Linked DNA regions of Zea mays: region 2 is linked to region 1. Evidence: chromatin contacts called from public Hi-C data. All regions are on one chromosome and are shown on one strand. Each heading gives the region's core, a stretch centred on a gene start, on an enhancer-like site or on the middle of the called end of the contact. The rest is flanking DNA. Distances are from core to core; before and after follow the strand shown.

Evidence for each region. Hi-C and Micro-C count contacts between places; a contact is called where the count stands out from the background.
Region 2: a Hi-C map of ear shows a contact between it and region 1, with 1.7 times the contacts expected there. The contact joins the enhancer-like site here to the promoter of LOC100501788 in region 1. A contact is called at or near these places in 2 of 25 Hi-C or Micro-C datasets (ear and tassel).

The regions. Positions count from the first base shown.
Region 1 is chr10:77,644,445-77,647,144 of Zm-B73-REFERENCE-NAM-5.0, reverse strand. LOC100501788 reads left to right here and starts at 1,390. Exons shown (of 6, transcript NM_001196446.1): 1 at 1,390-1,514; 2 at 1,591-1,782. The coding sequence starts at 1,410. LOC100276012 reads left to right here. Exons shown (of 8, transcript NM_001149906.2): 7 at 738-827; 8 at 914-1,164. The coding sequence ends at 958.
Region 2 is chr10:77,958,806-77,961,505 of Zm-B73-REFERENCE-NAM-5.0, reverse strand. No RefSeq gene overlaps it. Among protein-coding and RNA genes, the nearest start is that of LOC100381576, 79 kb to the right of the region's middle. Within about 2 kb of position 1,260, at least 18 of the 20 cell types and tissues checked have an H3K27ac peak or open chromatin away from gene starts, as enhancers often do. A contact at or near this core is called in ear and tassel, where this site is marked.

The sequences.
Region 1 (2,700 bases), core at 141-2,640:
TCCACTCCAATCCAGATTTATTGGTATGGAGGGATTGGTTTTATCCAAATGAGCCCTTGGTTTATTATCAGAGTTCACCATTGATGAGAAAGATCACTTAACGGCTGATTGGTTACCTTGTCAGGCGCGCTCAGGTTCAGTTTGTGCGTTGACCGTATTTAGGTATGAATGGTTACCTGTATGGCATGAGTCCAACCTGTATACATGCATGCAGCCTAGGTGTTTTTTCATCCATTTACTTGCATGCGTGGAGACGTGAGACGGGCGCGTATCTACTGGCCCAGGCTGGCGTAATCCGGGCGGGAGCGAAGCCGGCAACCAATCAGCCCGTTAGTGGATACGGCGAGGTGTTCATTTTTAACACATGAACATAGGATGAATTTTAAGCCATCACACACTTGAGTTGCAAGCATATTGATTAGTATCACCTTGAGGTTTGGGCCTTTATGGCAATTTGTTGAAGCTAGGAGATATTTTTCCTTATGCAGATATGCATATCGGCATGGTTCTGTAACTTTGTATTTTTAAAAGAAATTAAAAAAAAAACCTATTTGGTTCATTCGCTACGAGTCAAATGGCAAGATGACTGCCGTTAGACTTAAATTATTTGCATAGGGAAGCTAACCCTGCATATCAATTTTCATTGATAAAAACCAGTATATTTATGCTAAATAAATCCGTCTGGGTAAAGATATTAGATACTGTTAGTAAGCTGTTACCTGTTCACGACAACGTAGGTTGAAGAAAGTAACAATGCCAAGAAAGCTCGAATTGAACTCCTGAAGAAAGAGGAGGATTTAACTGCTGCAAGAGATGTCCTCAATAAGGTTTGACCCCTCGAAATTGTACCATCTGTTTTTTTTTTCTGTTACTCGTCTCAGTTTGAATGGATCTCTTGGATGTTTTCTTACAGATGACGCAGTGGAACTCTGCACTCGTGGAGAACATTAACCCTTGAATCTGTGTGATGACGATTCATTGGCGTCAAAGGACATCTTTGTATAGGGGTGTGTTAGATTGGATGACATGTGAATGTGATTCATGGATCAGCCTGGATGTTCTGTTATGATTAAGAACTGCTATGTATCGTGCAATAGACACATCGTCTGTACTTTGGATGTTATTATCAGGTCCCAAACTTCATTATATCCAATATGTTACAATATCATTTTGGTGACTTAACTACAATGTCAGCTCGTGCCAACAGAAAAAGAAGAAAAGAAATGGGCGGTGGTTGCCCGACAAGTCCTTGTCAGCCGCACAGTCTTCACACGACCAGGGGCCATGAGCACCACTCTTGCCTTAGCCACGGCCCACGGGCAGCACAGCATCTCCATCTATCCAAATGGCAGCCAGCAGCCGTCCCCTTCCTCCACCCTCTGCCATCCTCGCAGTCACAGCCCCTCACCATGGCTGCCACACTCTCCTCCGTGGCTGCCCCTTCCCTCCCCAAGCACATCCCCGTTACCAGAGCTCAGCAGCAGGCGCCTCCTTCCATCATCTCGGCATCAACTGTGAGTAGGGATGCTGCTTTTATTTCTGTGGTTTGTTTCCTGTGATCGCTGATGTTCGTATGGACGTATGGTGCAGCAGAAGACTGCCTTCCATGGGGTGTCGCTGGTGGTGGACAGGAGGTGGGCGGCCGGCCACCGGAGAGGCGGCGGCCGGCGGAGGCTGCTGCAGGTGAACGCGAGGACCGCCGCCAAGAACATCGAGGTGGAGGTCGAGAAGCCGCTTGGCTTAGCCTTGGGCCAGAAGCCCGGTGGTGGCGTCGTCATCACTGTAAGCCCTCTCTCCACTTCCGTTTCCATTGCTTCCTGTGCTTGTTTTTTCTCTTCTTTTTTCTTTTGTTTCACAGGAAAGGTTTCCATCGCTTTATTTTATTGATCATAAAGAGTTCATGACAGTTAAGTTCCAGCGAATCAAACAGAAAAAGGCCTTAAAAGCCAACAGCACCACTACCCGAACACATTTTGATTACTTTGGGTCACCATCGAGTCTTCATTCGTGTGACGAGGAGCATCTAAACATTGGCCACACAAGGATCAGAAAACAGATGGCAAATAGACTCCCTCTCACTACAGAAAAGACAGGACTGGTCCAAGGCTTCTCTTCTCTTAGCCAAATTATACCTAGTATAAGTAACTTGTTCTTAGTTAACAACAATCTGAATCCCAGTAATTTTCCAAACTGCATGGACACACACCGCTATAACTCCTCTATTGCTGATCACCGCATGCAAAGATCGCACTGAGTATCTACCATTAGAGCTAAAGCTCCAAATCATTTGACCTTCCTCCTCAGATTTACTTCACCCCTTTCATTATCTCCAGCAATTCACACCAGAGCTGCATGACTCTTTCAGACACATTCCTCCTCAAGGAGAGTTTCAGAACCTCCCCATCCCAAACCTCGTCAATGGACTTACCATGCTGTTCATTTATAATATATATAATGGCCAAAACTGAATGGCCAAACTGGAGTTACCAAACCACAACAACAAAGCCTTTGATCCTCCCCCAAAACGAATTTTCCCCATTTCCAACCTTCCACATAATCCCCATTTCAGCAGCCTGTATAGCCCACAACACCCCTTTCCGGAAGAGGAAAAACATTTAGTCTGTTAGGCCCTGTTTGGTTCTTCTGACTCAATTTTAGTCCCTATCACATCTGATGTTTGAATGCTAGTTAGAAATGTTA
Region 2 (2,700 bases), core at 11-2,510, 310 kb before region 1:
TTCTTTACTCAACTCTGTTGGTTCCTGCTTTGAAAAGTGTCTGCCTACCGCATTCTTTTTTCCTTTCTTAAAAGAGTATATAATTTCAGTGATAGGAAAGCCATTTGTCGGACAACCTGCCTACCCTAGCTTGTAGCTGCTCTCACTCACTCCTTTATTGGGTCACTTGACTGAGTTTCGGTATCGGTAGTAAAAGGCTAGCTATCGACTCCGCTGTCCTAGCAATTCCTTGTTTCTCGGTGTTTTTAGCGAAGAAGAGAATCTGTATTGTGAAATCGACCTTGTCGGGTTAATTCACAGGCTGGACCAAACAAATATCAATCATCCTTCCAGTGAAATTGAAATCCTAAACTCATTCCTCAATAACTACCATCATTTTGAGGGATTGAAATCTAACTTATGGAGTATGCTATTTATTTTAGAAAGTGACATTCCATAAATTTATAAAGTTTATATATAAGCCTATCTTAAATTCATGGGGGTGAGAGATGAAAATTGATTCTATAAATTTGCATGCTACTTTTTCTAATGTACAATTTATAGCACATTTTTCTATTTACTTCTCTATATCTTAAGTGTAGTGTATAATTACCAGAGCTATTATTACTCTTTTTAGTGTTAAATTGGTTTAGAATTAACTAGTGATTGATAATATTGTTCTATATGTGTGTATATTTTTTTAGCTAGCGAGCTAAACGAGTCAGCTCGAACTGAGATGGATCGAGAGCCACCCCTTACAAAATGATCTTATATGATCGACAGTTTTAGTTTTTAGGAATGTAGATAGGGTCTATCTTTAATATAATCTAGAAATACCATAACAAATTTATGACAACATGCATGTGTTTGTGTGAAATATTATTACTTGCAACAGTAGCAAACATATATAAAACTTGTACTTATTATATCAGAAGTTAAACTCTACTATGCTTAATCACAAACGGAAACTGTAGCAACATACCATTACCTAAATTTCAATGCATGCATACTGTACATGGCATCGACCTCTCCGTGTGGTAATGAAGCGAAGCCACAACGTCTGCACTGCACAAACTAAGCGAAACGTCTACACTAACACTGGTAGATGGTGCGGACGCGGAGGCAGGAGAAACTTTTGACCCGTTAACAGCTGGCATGTTGTGTGTGTGTGTGCCTGCACTGCTTGCAGACGTGAAAGATGCGCGCACTCGTACTAGGACCAGGCCAGCCCCACGTTCACGTTCACGTACAGCACAGCACGCGTCATCTCGCGACATCTCGTCTCCTCCCAGGCTCTCTCATCAACTCGCGAGGCAAGTGGGCCCCCGGAGGGGAGGACGCCTGGACCAGAGGGAGGGAGCGACGCAAAGGACGTCGGCCCACGTGACGGACGGTTCTGCCCTCCCGGGTCACACCCGTCATTTCACGTACGATACGATGCTGCCTGTGCCTGGTTGTTGTTGTGGTTGCCATTGCCAAGGGGAGAGAGAGGAGAACGAAAGCGACCGGGGCCGGCCGCGGGAGAGAGCCACCGCAACGGGAAAGAAAGAAAGGAGACGACAGGCGGGCAGGGATGTCCAGCCAGTGCCACAAGCGATCCGATTCATCAATCACTGCTCACGTACCGGGGTGCATGCCCGTACTCCACTCTACCCAGTGGTAGTGTGGTAAAGGGTATTTTGTACTGCTGCACGGCGTTGCTATCTTCAACACTGTGTGCGTGTCAACTTGTGAATTCCGTGCGAAAATTAATGGATGCATGGACCCTGCTCCCCTCCCCTCCACAGCACGAGATACGAGAGACTCAACTCCATCAGTTTAGTGTTTTAGCAGGGGTAGATTTTAATCCTTTCTCCAACAGATCCCTTAAAGAAGCGGTAGATTGTTTCTAGTGAGCCTAAAAAAACCTTATAAATGAGGGAGTTTTAAGGGGCTATAAAAAAGTTGGGAACACTTTAGCGGAGTTGTTGAAGACACATTTTTTACGTTTTTCAAAAAAAATGTATTCAGCGAGAGACTTCTAAGGAGCTTTAGGACCGATCCTCCCGGGATCCCCTTATCACCAAATCAACCCTTAGGGGAATTGTTGGAGACACTACCGTTAGTTCTAACATGTAACTGCTGTTACAGGTTAGAACTACCGTTACAGGTTAGAACTAATGGTAGTGTTGTATGGAGAATTAAATTTATATCTGATGCCAAATAGAACATTTCTATTTTGAGGGTGTTTTTAGTGTAAAATAGGAAATTGTCTCAAATACTAGTACTAGGAGGGAGAGAGAGAGCCAAACGCACGTGATTGGTACACCAGCCGTGTGCACCTTCTGTTTGCATATAATACGGTTAGGTAAGGACCTGCCATTATGGACTAGCAATAGCTCCACCTTCTATCTATCCAACAAGAAGCCACGTCGCTTTCTCTGACAGTGACATTTTCTTTTCACTCTGAGAATCGGCAATTTGTTTTTTTTTTTTTGAAATTTTTTTTGCTCCAGCCGTATTTACAAATTCTAAAAATTCGAGGAGAGAAAAATCGAAATGAAGCCGTAGGCGGCAGGCGGTACTGTAAAAAAAAAGGTAGAGGCTGACGAAAGTAGCAAGGATGATGGCATCCCACATCCACATGCATGCATCGGCGCCACTCGTGTCACCTCCGCCCATCCTTTTCGCTGTCCGCAGCTGTGGCTGCTCTTCCTCGTCTTGGAAACTGCGAAACAGAGG